2 separate regions of the Mus musculus genome follow, and region 1 is linked to region 2. Evidence: chromatin contacts called from public Hi-C data. All regions are on one chromosome and are shown on one strand. The core of a region is the stretch at or near the end of the contact, and the rest is flanking DNA. Distances in the headings are between cores, read along the strand shown.

The links. Hi-C and Micro-C count contacts between places; a contact is called where the count stands out from the background.
Region 1: a contact with region 2 is called in a Hi-C map of Sertoli cells, with 2.4 times the contacts expected there. The contact joins two enhancer-like sites. A contact is called at or near these places in 1 of 484 Hi-C or Micro-C datasets (Sertoli cells) and 1 of 9 other capture datasets (embryonic trunk).

The regions. Positions count from the first base shown.
Region 1 is chr3:9,342,021-9,349,278 of GRCm38.p6, reverse strand. Gm41997 (a long non-coding RNA gene) reads left to right here and starts at 5,444. Exons shown (of 3, transcript XR_878675.1): 1 at 5,444-5,535. RefSeq lists an enhancer at 985-2,524. Within about 2 kb of position 2,143, at least 126 of the 459 cell types and tissues checked have an H3K27ac peak or open chromatin away from gene starts, as enhancers often do. A contact at or near this core is called in Sertoli cells, where this site is marked.
Region 2 is chr3:9,201,502-9,209,015 of GRCm38.p6, reverse strand. No RefSeq gene overlaps it. Among named protein-coding and RNA genes, the nearest start is that of Gm52635, 6.4 kb to the left of the region's middle. Within about 2 kb of position 5,040, at least 11 of the 459 cell types and tissues checked have an H3K27ac peak or open chromatin away from gene starts, as enhancers often do. A contact at or near this core is called in Sertoli cells, where this site is marked.

The DNA of each region.
Region 1 (7,258 bases), core at 894-3,393, 140 kb before region 2:
CTCCAGCCCCTCAACCTGCCTCTTAACATACTGAGGTACAGTGAGCTAAAGACCTTCGCAGAGGCATTCTTAACTAAAGCACCATAAACTCATTCAGGGCTTCAGGCAGCAATAGAACCGAACTGGAAGGTTAGCCAGCAGAATCCTTTTACCATAGTCCCTGATGCACGGTACAGAGCAGCTAAGCTGTCCAGAACCTTTCCAAGCCAGTCCTTAGCACCACTTTCTACCCCACAGGGGTACAGAAGGGGCTCTCAGCTATTTTGTCACAAAATAATCATTTTGATAGAAATGGGTCCTAGAACAGGATTCTTGACAATTGTAGTGGTGGGACTGCTTCCAACACAGATGGAGAAAGCCACCTGAAGCTGCAAAGGCTGAAGAGAGAAGTCCTTTGAATTCTCCTAAGACATAACGAGCTGGTGGCCTCGGGGACCTGGTGGGAACTGGAGGCAGCTGATGGAAGTGCTTCAAGGGGTCCCAGACTTTTATAAGTTTTTCTCCCCGTCATCTTCTTTTGTCTGTTTTGGGTTTGGGGTTTTGTCTGTTTTTGAGACAAAGTCAGTGTAGCTCAGGTTGATCTTGAACATAAGGCCATCTTCCCTTAGCTTCCTGGGGCTTGGATGTCAGTAGAGTTCACACAGCCCAGACCCTTTTTTCTGTCGACTTTCATGGGCTCAGACCACTGGGATTATACCCTGCAGAGCTGTGTGATCTTGGGAAAATTGTCTTAACTCTTGTGACTCAAATTCCTTGCTGATAAAATAAGAAATTTCTCTGTGTCCTCTTACTCCACCACTTAAGTACACATGTTTAAGCTAGTGATTCCAAACCAAACAAATGATAGCTTTCAGCCTGCTCCAGCACATATCCTCAAACAGCTGAGTCAGAGTGCATCAAGACAAGCAATTAGATTAGATCTTTCGTCAAGAACGTTTTTAAAGTCCAAGTTGTCTTCCTCTTAGGTACAGCCTTACAATTTTCCCAAGCAAGGACCTAAATGCAAATGGCAAAGACTTCGGGAATCTTCCTAAGATTTCTTCCAAAGATTTAGGAATCAGACCTAAACAATCAGCTATGGGATGTGGAAGAGCATCAGAGGTATCAGGGGTTTATCAGTACCCAGCCTGATAGGTTTCCTACAGGACCTGGGAGCAAGACGGGAGCTACTGCTTCCTGGTGATTTCTATTCACATTCACACATCTGCACACATAAGCCACTTTAAACAACAGGCTGTGGGGTCCTTACACAAAGACAAGGCCACCGGCTGTCAGGGCACTACACTGAATTGGGGACACAAACCCCATTTTCCTATGTAAATTGGCCTGGGTGCTCTTAAGACCCCCAACAAAAGGGGTCAGTCCTATAAAATAGGGCCATCTGGCCGGCCCCAGTGACACCTCCAAGGGTGGGCGTGAGAGAGTGGTCTTCAAGGGACCAGGAAGGTAGGTTGCACTGGAGAGTGCAGCTGTCACCTTGGTCCCAGGGTCCCGCCCGCCCGCAGAGGCTGGAGGCGATCAGATTATAGGTGGTCTTAAGCCCCAGGGCCTGGGGCGCCTGAAGGTCTCATGGAAGCCTCACACAGTTGGGCAGGGCGGGGCACGCTTTGTTCCTGGACCCCCGAAAGGGTGCGGCGCCTCAGAGTTGGCTAGAGTCACTGCTCTGTTCCTGGGGCCTCAGGGCAGCTAGCGCCAGGCCAGCAGCCTTGGGCGACTCCATAGCAACAGCGTGGGAGAGCCACAAAACCAGAGCTGGAGGGGAGAAGGCCGGAGGGAAACAGGAGAGGGGGCACGAAGCAGGGAGAGGGGACTAGAAAGGATAGTTTGCTGCAGGAGAGAGAGGGGGAAGGGGTTCGGTGACCGGTGGGAGTTAGCAATGAAGAAAGATAGGGTGAAGTAAATAAGGGACCGGCACTGGGAAAGAAGGAAGGGGAGTAGAGGAAAAACAAAAGATGAAGGAGCAGTCAGAGAGTTGGGAAGGAGTGAAGGGGAGAGAGAGGTAGATCAGCGGGGGAGAGGTGGGGAACGTGGAGACGGGGCGTGGGGTGGGGTGGGAAGAGGGGAGCGGAGTCCGCATAGGAGCTGGGAGGGAGGGTGGCTGGAGAGAGGAACAGGGCGCAGTCAGGGCGGTTCTGCACTGGATCCCTGGCCGCAGCTGCTGTCCGCGGAGAGGGGAGGAGCAGGCAACGGCGCGGTGACGCCAGGGACCCTAGTGGGCTCAAGGCGCCAGGGGGCAAGCCCAGGTTCCTTCCACCACCACCTCCCCCGGGGACAGAGTCTCTGTGCAGCTGCACACGCGCTTCCAGACCCAGGGATCCCCAGACTCATGCAGAGCAATCTCCCTAGGATGAGGACACCCGGTTACCGCCCACAGCAGGCAGAGCGGAGAGGGTGGGCGCTCCCCATCCGGAGGGCCCAGGTCGTTTCCCCGAAATATTTATTTCACCAGAGAATATTTTTCCATTACAAAACTATTAAGCGATGTGGGCTTTTGTTTATGAGTTTATCTCCTACCCCATTCCCCCCAAACATGGGACCTGGTATAGAGAACATATTACTAATGTTAACCTTGGAGTCAGAAAAACGGTTTTCTAATTTTCAGCGTAAATTTTTTAGAAAAAGCCAGTCCTAGAGGTGTCATCGTTTTTAAGTCTGACCTGCTAAGCGCTAGTTTACACACACAGTCCTAAATTAGCGAGACGGGACTGACCCTGCTTTAAGTTTTCTACGAAAACGGACCACGATTACACTCTGACAGCATTTTTGCGCTTACATGCACGGTGGTACTGTATGTGTGATTGTGTGTGGTGGGAGGGGGAGGGAGCAAACAAACTAATTTCGGACACACCGGTATTTCAAAAGAAATCTCACAGATAAGTGCTGTGTGTTTTATTTTAAAACCATCATAAGACATAAAGGAAAAACAAATAAACTTCTGGACGTTCTCAGCTAACATGGCCTATGGGAAAATGAAAATAAACCTAATTGAAAAAACAGCGCTAGCCATAAATAGGATTTGCTTTCAAGCAGAGAACGTGGTTGGAAAAAAAACCAAACCAAAACAAAAAAGCAAACCACCAATCAAATCCGTGCCCTAAAGAACAGGTTCTGTGGATGCAGCCAAGACTTTCGCTTTGCTGTTTGTTCTGAAAATGCAGAAACACAACTCTGGTTTTCAGGTATTACCCCAAAGAGCTTTAGTTTCTCCTGCCAAGTTAGTCACCTACCCCAAGCCGCAGGCAAGCTCCTGTGTGGGTTTGTGGTAGCCCATCTAGTTTCAACATTGTTTTTGACCGAAAAGAAAAGATGAAACACGTAAACGAACTTACAATTCTATTTACAGAACTCTAAACTGCATGTGGGACTCGCAGGCTGAGTCCCAAAGAGTGGATGTGTGACATTTTCTGACAAAAGCCATCTTAAGTAATTTGTGGGCATCAGTTTACAATCCTTTACATTTAGAAGGCAGAAATTGATATTATCCCATTTTGTAAATGAGAAAATTGAAGTTTACAGAGGGTTCAAAGAAAGCCTGTCCAGGTTCACAGATCCACGCAGCACCAAATGGCAGAGGCAGGACAGACCTGACAGAGACCTTTCTGTCACTGGCCAGCCCTGCTGGGCTCCTTGACTACCACTGTGAAGAAAGAAAGAAATGGGGCTTTCTTTGCATTTAGAGGGACACCACATGAAGCCCCAATGGACATACCTACAAGGTAATCGGGTTTCTCCATTCTGCCCAGTTGCTAGATTGGATTAGAAAGACACTGACATCCAGTGAGCTGCGGAGGTGACTCCGTGGGTAAAGGCACCTGCTGTGGGAGAGACCACCTTCTCCAAACTTGTTTTCTGACCCTCTCCCTGCCCATTCACATACACCAGGCACACACACAGTAGTAATAATTAACTTCAAAAGAAAGATATAAACTGAAAAATAACTTTCCTCTTTCTTTTCACTGAGTTAAAGTTAAGTACAAAGTATTGGGTTTCATCTGGGCCTCCTCAGCCTTCCATGTTCGTCACTATACTCTTATTCTCAAGCCTTCCTCTCCACCTTCCCTGGCTGGACAGAGCAAAATGACAGAGACAGAGCTAGAGGTGGCCTGTGTTGCCAACGCTTGGTGGCTGTGGCGGGGCCTCTGATGTCGGAGGCTAGCTTAGGCTACATAGTGAATCCAAGACCACCTTGAGAATTCAGGGAGATCCTCGTTCAGAAACACAAAACAAAGACAAGAGAACATTCCCTACATTTGTTTTACACAATTAAGCAATAAACAACATTTTTGAGTTATCCTGCTTATCCTACCAATATCATAGCATAAATCATTATACAATAGCCCAGACATCAGAAAAACAGCAAGTAGTGACCCACTTGCCTGAACTGACTAAGTATCAATTATTTATGTGGCCTCCCATGGCTACTTGAAGTTGAGTCAATAATTAAAATATATATGTTCTGATTGCTTCTTGACCTTGTGGCTAAATGGAATGTAAAACATACAGTCTGAGTTCAGTCATAAATCAACTTTTAACATTTCAGGGAGAGGAGGATGCAGAAGTGACTCCGTGGTTAAGAACACTTGCTGCTCTTGCAGGAGACCTGCATTCAGTTCAATTCTCAAGACCCATATGGCAGCTCCTAGCTGTCTATAACTCCAGTTACAGAGACTCCATTCCCTTCTTCTAACCTTAGCGTAGCAGGCATGCATGTGATGAGACTACCTACAGCCATGTGGGCAAAGGATACACAAAAAATAAGTGAAATATTGTTGTAATTTGGGAAAGCACACACATATCACACACACATCACATGTGTGCACATCACACATGCACATACACATCACACACATCACAAATACACATTACACATGCATACACACATTACATTACACATACATATCACACATGCACACACACATCACAAATACACTCACATTCACACACATCACACATGCACATACACATCACATACACATCACAAATACATATCACACATGCACACACACATCACAAATATACTCACATTCACACACATCACACGTGTACACACACACACACACACACAGAGGAATAAAGTTAAAAGAACTTATTTTGAGACAGGATCTCACTATGGAGACTAAGCTGGCCTTAGTTAAAGTTCTGGCTCTAACCTTCAATTCTTATTTGTTTTTTAATCTACACATTTAAAATCAAGTAGGCATAAGCTTTTCTCCCTGAACTTGCTCTGGAAACGATGAGACTATACCTAGCCCTAAAATCTTTTGCCTCTACATCTTTCCTTCAGTTCTCTTGACTCAGCTACAGGAAGAACCAAGGTGGCAGGGAGCAACTGAAGGGGAAGGAGGGAGCACAAAGGAAACAGTTAGGGCAGAGCCAGACAAAGGACAAACTTCTCCCTGATTGAAGAAGAGGTTTCTGGGAGCCAATAGACCCCGCCCACAGCACAGGGAGCAAGGACCTGGGAATAGAGCTAAGAAGCAGTCCGTTGGCACTCCCTCTATGCAGGCTAAGAACTGTCTGGGGACAGCCTTTCCGGTGAGTGTGGCTGTTGACTTCACTGAGGCTGGAGGAAGACTCCTGCAGGAGTTAGCAGCCTCAGGAGGCCAGGATTCTGATAGATCCGTTCCACTCCTGCTTCTACAGCCTAAATGGGGAAAAGACATGTTTGTTCTTGGTCAGAGCCACTTTCCCTGCTGCCCTTGAGAGCATGCCCAGTGGGGTAGACTGCTTTGGGGGTGGGGTGGCCAGACAGAGGCTTTCTGGCTGTCTTCTGCTGACTGATGACAGCCTCAGTTTCCAGTCTCCTCTCTCCTAATCTTCTAAAAGGCTTTCCTATTAAGGGACCACACACCCATCAACTTCAGTCCAAAGGTGAATTTTTCTCTTTTACAGAATTCAAAGGGGAAAAAAATACCCTGCAACTATTTTTAACATTTATGAGAGAGAAGAGGTTTTTTTTTTTTTCTTTGCTTAAATATTCTGATATTCCCATCATGGGTAACTGACATTTTCCCAAAACTAAAAGTGAAAATTCCCAGTAGACCTCCAGTCTGAGTAAGATTTATTATAAAATGAATATGAAGAGTGGGGAGGAGAGCAAGACTCTCAGAATTTTTCACAGGATTCCAGTTTTTGTCTCAACAAAGGTTCCTTTTAATTGAACTCACAAACAGCATTCTGCAGTAATATTATGCATGCCTTGTTTTTTCTTTTTATACCCACAGACTGATCTTTAGGTCTGAGGTTTAAAGGAACAAAACTGCATTTCCTTCCCTATCCCCAACAGAAGGGGTTGGATTTAATCAATATAGAATCTGACTTCCAGTAGTCCACAATAACTAGGTGAGCGCCTGGGATAAAGATATCTATGGAAATGTTAATTAATACTGTTCACCACGACACATCTCTCTAAGCCACAGCTGTTTAAATGTGAACCTTTTCCCTCTCCCTCCTTTCCTGCCTTTTTCTCTCTCTGGTTATTTTTGAGAGAAGTCTTCTGTCACACGGGTTAGCCCCAAGCTCCTTATGTAGCCAAGGCTGGCCCCAGACTCCTGCTGCTCCTGCCTGGTTTCCCAAGTACTGAAGCACTGGGAGATAGTTGGACTCACTTGTTTTCTCTCTGCATGCGTATACATGTGTGTAGTTTCATGGGTATGCAGTACACATGCAAGCGTAACTGCATATTTGTACATGTGTGTGCATATGTGTGCATATGTGTATGGAGTCCAGAAGATCACTTTGAGGTTCATCTTCAGAAAGAGCATCCAACTCCTTTGAGATGGAGTCTCTCATTAACCTTAGCCTAGAACTCACCAGTTAGGGTAGACTGGCTGGCCAGTGAATCCAAGGAGTTCTGTGTCCACCTGCACAGTTCTGGGATTATAAGAGCATGTCACCATGGCGACCACTTCTACATGGCCCATTCAAGTGTTGACATTTAGATCCTCATACTGGCAAGGCACGCACTGACCGAGCCACAGCACCCCTGCCTTCTCTCCTCCTTTCTTAGTTCCTTCTTTTCACTGGTTGTTTTTTTTTTGTTGTTGTTGTTGTTTTGTTTTGGTTTTGTTTTTGTTTTGTTGTTGTTGTTGTTTTTTTAGATAGGTTCTTACCCACAGCTCAGGCTGCCTCAGATTCATAGCTTCATGCCTCTACTTCCTGAGTCCTGGGATTACAGGTGTGTGTGTGCCGCTGTGCCTAGATACATTAAAAAAAAAGCTCTAGTTTACGTGTTTGAGTGTTTCGCCTGAACATATGT
Region 2 (7,514 bases), core at 3,791-6,290:
CCTGTCTCAGACTCCTAAAGGTTAAAGGCATTGACCAGACCTTCACATTCAATAATAATTCCATGGATAAATTTCCTTTTCTTCATTACAGTTCCTTGAAAGCTTCATATTTTCTGTCCCCAAGAAAAATTGCAGGCGCTTTACTTTTTTAAAGTAGTTTATTATTCAAACCATCTTCGATGGTTTGGCCCACATAGGCTCATAAGTTTGAATGTTTGGTCCCCAGTTAGCAGAATAGTTTGGGAAATATTAGGAGGTGTGGCCTAGTTGGAAAGTTGTGTGACTAGGGATGGGCGCTGAGGTCTCAGCAGCCCAGACCATTCTAATCAGCGCTCTCTCTGCCTCCAAGTTGTTGTCTCAACTTGTAAGCTCCCAGCTCCTGCCCCAGCGCCACACCCGCCTGCCTGCTGCCAAGCTCCCTAGCATGATGGTCTGGACTGACCCTCTGAACTGTAAGTAAGCCCCCACTTAAATGTTTTCCTTTATAAGTTGCTTTGCTCATGATCTCTTACAGCAATAGAAAAAAATAAAACACTGTCTTAGATTTAGAACACACTTTCCATGGAACCTTTTCTCCAAGCAGGGCCAAGTTTAATACCAGCCAAGAGGTGGTACTAACAACCCAAGAGGCACCTTTTCTCCCGTGTCAAAATAGCCTTTGACGCTTATGTTTTCTCTCGAGGTTTCTGGGCTGCTCACAGAGGTCACTGTTTTCAGCACGCCCTTGTCATTGTCTGGACTGGGAATGCCTATTTCTGCGGCTGTGCCTTCAAGCTTATGAGGCAGTGGGAAGCCATAGATAGCTACAGGCCAATTTCTGCCTCAGCTCCATTAGTAACTTACTGTTCTTTTGTTTTTGTGGGACCAGGCCTGGCTTCGCACTCAGTGTTTGGCTCTTTATCCTTATGGGCCCATCTCTCAAATTTTGGAATTGCTAGAGCATGTGACCACGCCCATCACCATGCCCAGCTTTTATGACTAACAAATCATTTCCACTTTCTGTGTTTATGGCTAGAGCTGGGAGGCACTTGTGTATGTATGTGTATGTTCACATGCATGCAAACATGTGTATATACATGTGTGTGTAGGAAGGTACAAGAGGTGCGGGACACTTCCCTTATCTTTTCCAGTAGGAACTGCACTCACTCAAATAAGAGGATGTGTTTGAAAACACTTTGAATAAATACAAGGACTGCAATCCAAAGCACAGATGAGTACCTGCTGTGCCCAGTGCTCTATAGACCAGTGTCCCTTAATCATCCTAGTAAGCAAGGGGCTCACAGTGTGGGCCCAGGCTTCCAGCTGAGGAAGTGTCTCTTCAGCCCATAACATCCCAAGGTTCCCAAGGACACGCTCACAAAGATGAACCCTCCACGTCACCCTTCTCCTCTGTGGACACTAACTGGCCCACAGACCAGCCCTGTCTAACCTCACTACCCATCTCACCATTGCCCTGCCTTGCCCCCTCTTGTCTACCTCACCCTTGCCTGCTTCACGTACATTCTAAGTTCTCAATCCATTTATATAAAGTTCCAAATCTAATGTACTACATTCTACATTATTATTTTATTTGGCTTTTGAGTCACAGTTTCACTGTGTCGGATCAGCTGGCTCTCTCTTCTTTGGTTTTCTTCACAACTAAGCTTGGAATTTTCTATGTAGATCAGCGTGGCCTTGAATTTGTAGTGATCTGGGCCCAAGTGAGGGGATGACCGCCATACCTGACTGATAGGTGACAGTGTCGACACTCTTACTTGCTCCACAGGTTTCAGTGTGTGCTGCCTCCTGCAATGCTCTCTGCATGGTTCTCAGGGAACACAAGAAGGGAAAAAAATCAGGAGTGCAGGTGGAGGCTTGAATCTACCCATTGAAAAGAAGACAGAAAACAAATGAGCCTTGTGTGAACAAGTGATAGTTTTAGCTAATGTTTCCTGCTGGCCAGTTATAGCATAAACAGACACCCATCATTTAGCACACAAAGCAGGGCAGTGGTGGTGCACACCTTTAATCTCAGTGCTTGTGAGGCAGAGGCCATATGATCTCTCAGAGGAAAGTTAGAGGCTAGCCGGGGAGGCAGAGGCAGGAAGATCTCTCTTAGTGAGAGGCTAGCCTGGTCTACAGAACAAGTTCCATAACAATCTGGGCTACACAGATACACAGAGAAACCTTGTCTCAAAAAGTCAAAAAGTCAAAAAAAAAAAAAAAAAAAAAAAAAGAAAAAGGTGAGCTTGGTCACACATGCCTTTAATCCCTGTACTCAGGAGGAAAGGCATTCAGATCTCTGTGAGTTCAAGGTTAGCCTGGTTTACAAAGCAAGTCCAGGACAGCCAGGGTTCTGTTTCACAGAGAAACTCTGTTTCAAAAACAACAGCAACAACAAAACAAACAAACAAAAAACAAAAAGTAAAAAGTAAAGATGGTTTTTATTTATTTTTTGAGTTGGGATCTTATGCTATAAAAATGATATTAACAAACTTTGTTGTTAATTATGTATGTGGGGGTGTGTAACTGTAATTCTTTGGGGGAAGTTCTATGCCTGTTTTAGCCACAGACCCTGTGTTCCTCGTAGTTTGAGTCTCACCCGACTCGCTGTCCTTGTGTATCCTCGTAGCTGTTCTCTCATCGTGACCTTGAGGCGAATCCCTTGGCGACCTGTTCATCTCCATCCCTCCTGGACCCTTTGCTTCACGGTCATTTCTTCTCATCCTTCCCCATGGTCCTCATCCTCCTCTGGGCTCCAGTGTAAAGAGATCCACCCGCCTCTGCCTCCAGACTGAAGGGCTTAAAGGCGTGTGCCACGACGCTGGGCTCAGAGACAGGCACCCCATTCCTTCTATGCACTTATGAAAGATAACACAAATGAGGGACATAAGCTCCACCCTTCAAGGCCGTGAATAATTGCCGCCCCTCCCACAGGTTATGCCTGGCATCTAATACATGGAATGTTCTTAAAGATGTCCTGAGCCACAGAGAGAGCCCAGTTGTTTCTCTCCCTTTGTGCCTCTGTTACCTTGGGAAACATCAAAGGAGATGATCCAAACTGAACACCCTCTTCCCGGGGCCGTGAGTAATTCTACCGAAGCAACATTGTGAAGGTCGCCTTCCATCTCTGGCAGTTGCGGTGAAAGCACAGAGGGAATGTGAGAAGGAAGCAGTTCATCTTGTCTAACTCCCCTTTTCTCAAAAAGCAAAACAAGACAAAGCCCTGATCTTTATATTGTTTGTTTGTTTCTGTGCTTGTAGCAGGGTTTCTTCTTGTAGCCCAGGCTTGGCCTCAATCCTGGAATCCTCCAGTCTTAGCCTCTATAGTGCAAGTATTGCAGGCTTGTACCACCACACCCATCTTTAAAGAAAAAATAAAAAAACTAGGTTATTATGTTACGCTGCTTTTTCCTTCCTTCTAACCCCCCTACCCCTATCCTCCTCAACCCTGCCTTCAGAGACAGCTCTGCTAACTCAGGCCAGCCTGGAACTCACTATGTAGCTGAAGATGGTCTTGAACTCTTGATCCTCATGCCCCCCCCCCCAAACTAACTAACTAACTAACTAAATAAATAAATAAAGGCACCTGTTACAGGTAGCAGGTGGCAACACCGGACCATTCAGCTTTGAGCATCTGCACAGAACATACGAAAACTCCATTTGTATTGGGGCTTAACAACATTCAATGTGGCTAAAGGTTATTACTCAATGTGAGCAAATGCAACCCTCCCTCCCTCCCTCCCTCCCTCCCTCCTCTTCCCCTCCTCCCTCCTCCCCCCACAGGCTTTCTCTGCAGAACCCTGGCTGTCCTAGAACTTGTTCTATAGACCAGGCTGGCCTCCAACTCAGAGATCCACCTGCCTCGTGAGTGTTTGCTGTGTGCCATCATTCCTGGCATTTCTTAAACGGTCTGTGAGGCTTTGTGTGGAACTGCAAAGTGAACAGAACCTGTCCTGTGTGAGTTTTCCTGGTGATATGCGAATCAGTCTATTTATTCTACACAGGGCACCAATGGTGGATCAAAGCAACAATACCCCCCATGCCTACCCCATGAGCTGATGAGTCTATAGGGCTTTCTGATAAAAGCATGGGGTTACTTGCCGCCTGCATCCCCTGAGGAGCCTCCCTCAGTATGGGGACTCATAAAAGCTCACCTTCACAAGAATCTCCACCCCAGAGTCTCCTCCTCCACGCCTGTTCACTGCTGATATAACCCAGAGGATAGGGCTCTTTGTGAGCTCATAACTTTCTGAACAAGCTGTCTTTCTTTAACGTTTCCTCAGCTTTGTGTGTTTCACGAGTCTTCTCTTCCCTCTAGGAGGGATTGATTTGATTCACAGACTACCACTACCCAGCAACCTATAAGTAACTAAAATAATTAGGTGATGTGTTACAAGGTTGTGTCTGAGGTAGAGGGGTAAGAGAAACTCCTTCTTTTTAGGCTAGGGAGTCTAGCTAGAGGAATTTGCCTTTCAGCAGGGTTTTTGAAGGAAATACCATGTATTTTCTTCTTGGCCTAGAGAAAGGAAAGTCTAGGAGAAAAGACAGCTGGAAAGCAGTGTTTGGAAGATGGGAAACAGACAGACTGGCTTATACAGAAAGCTTAAAGCTAGAATATTGAGGAGACATGAGAAGAGGTGCAAGGTCGGCTTGCCCAGGACTTCCTCAGGTAGGAGATGAGGACGTTTTTTTTTTACAATAGAGAAGCGATATGAAATTAAGACAAGTCTTTCTGGTTGTCATGACAATGAGGCACAAGGGAGCAAGAGAGAGGAAGTCCAATTAAAAGTCTGGATCTGAAGCAAAAGCAGTTGTAACAAGAATGGAAAGAAAAGGACAGGTTTGAGAATGCTTCGGCATCTCGAATCGGTACGGCGTGGTGACAGATTGCGCTGGGAGGGGACAGAGGGAGGAACTAGCGACTTCCAAATCACTGGCTTTGGAACACGGGGATCTTTTATTAAATCTTTCTCTAAACCACTATACATTATTCATTGTGAGATTAAAGATGCACTCGCGTTGTGAGACATCGTTAGTTTCCGACTGAGGGAATCCCTAGATTAGAAACCAGCCCTCCCACACTCCCATGCTGCCTTTCCATCGGAAGCTGTGGGATGTGGCTGGGGGAGGGGTGCACATATATCAAAAATAGCCTTTTGTCCTAGAAAAAGAAACGGGAATGCCAGAAGATACAATTTGTATCCAACAAATACACATTGGATACTTCGTCCGAAGCATCCCCTCCCAGGACGTTTATCATGGACAGTGGCGGCTCTGTGTGCACTTGGTTTGCCTTCATTGAGCTAAGAAGTGGGTTTCCCATAGAGAAAAACGGGTAAACGATTATTTCATTACAGGGTAATCAGAAACCTGTGCTTTAAAATTGAGATGATGTTAGCAAGGTCATGTCTTGATTCTTTCAGCTAGATACAAATAATGTTGGATGATTAAACACTTCATGAGACTAGGTGCTCTGAAGCATGGCATAGGGCTCTGCATTGGCGTCTTCTATGTAGCTTTCCAAAATCCACTCAGACCTCATGGTTGGGAACTGACATGCTAACTTCAGGAGAGCCAACCCTCGTTTGTTTGTTACTCATGGTTTGGGGCATGACATCTGTTGTCCTGCTATCTTGTCTCTCACACAGACCTTGGGAAATAATATCAGCATTATCTTTGAATAGAACTCAATCCTCACTTGATAGAAGTTCTTTATAGAATTAGGCTTTCGAAACAGAACCAAACCCAATGGTTGTCAAACCCTCACGCATTAGAAATATCTGTAGGCTTTGAAGACAGACTACTGCATCCAACACTCAGAGCTTATAATTAAGAGCAAGAATTGGCATTTCTGACAAAAGCTGGTCAAAAATCTGGGTCCCCTAATTTGGGGAACACTGATATGACCGGAAAGGGAGAAAACATCCCATAGAAAACATATAGCTTGGGGTGTGGCTCAGGAGAAGAACGCCTACTGTAGCATATGCAGGACCCTAGGTTTGATCCCCAGGAAGCTATAACAGTGGGCCTGAGACATGGTTAAATAGTTAACAGTGAAGTTCAGTGGCCAGCACCTACTGACAACCATAACAACTCTACAGGGGAGGGTGGAGGACACCTGTGCTCATGTACATAGACCCACATACAGACACATGCATAGAACAAACAAGCAAACATACAAACAGAATTCCCCCGTCCTGCCCCCGCCCCCCCCCCCCACCGCCCCGTGTCCAAGTCTTTGATTTTGTTTGAGAGGCTAAACTGCACACAATGAGGAATTCAGGGTAGGTGAAGCAGGCACTGAAGAGGGAATGCTTCCAATTGGTGGGTTGACCTATCGTTTTCACCGTTCTAGTAACAGAGTCCTCACAACTAGATTGTACCTTCGTCCCACTCAGAGAAACTTACAGCAATGTACCTTTTCCTGTATTTCAGGGTTTTCTAGTTGAGCCGGAACCAGACCACGCCGTGAGCCATTTCACTGGGCTGTTCCAGAGTACTGCACTGAGCCTCGGGACAGTTGAAATCCCAAGGGTCTTATCCCTGAAGTGAGTCAAATTAAAGATACGTATTTGTTTCCTTGATGCAAACAGCAAAAATGTTCAAATTAGAAACGAACCTTTGGCTTTCTAAACCACAGAAATGCAAGATGGTGTCTCCTAGTGCACCAATTCGTATTTTTGGCAAGCAAGTGATCTTTGTACTGTACCAGGTAGCAGGAATCTTGTTAAAATGCTTGAACTGTAACTTCCTGGAAGAGTCAGGGTTCTAGCCTGAGAGTTTTAGTCACAGAGCTCAAATCCAGAGACAGCACCAGAAACCACCCATATCCTTGACCGGAGGACATGGAGGGGAGGGAAGGGAGGAAAGGAATGGAGGGAGAGTGTTTACCGAATCCCGGGAAAGAGGTGCTGTGGGAGAAAATGAGTCTGTGTGCAAAATTTAAGGCGCACCCCCCCTAAAAAACACAAATTAGAATTGGGATGCTAAATCGGGAGGGAGTGTGGAAAGGATAATTATCTGACTTAGGCTTTCCTCCTACCTTCTGATCTCTACCTGGCTGGGGCCAACTAAATGTCCAGAGTTGAGGGAACCCCACTGTGAATCTTCAAGGTACCCCTTGGCAGAGAAGGACTTCTGGTGGAGCCATATAAGCAATGGAGTAGCCAAACTCTTTTTCCAGAAGGATACTAGCACTCATTTGAGAAGACATCTGAGTTAGTGTAGGTAAAATTATCAGAACACTAAACTTTAGCTATAAATGTTGCTACTATGATTAACCTTGGTTTACAGATAAGGAAACTCTAAGGCTCATAGACTTTAGAACCAAACACTGCGCGCACACACACACACACACACACACACACACACACACACCCGTTCCCCCAGTCAATGGTAGCAGATTCCTCCACACTCAGATCTAGACATTCAGATTCGGATTGTGTGAAAATGCAGACTTTCTTACCGTACCAGACAAGCTTAAGATAGGGTGGTGAGTGCATGCGTAACTTAACTTATTATAAGGAGAGCAC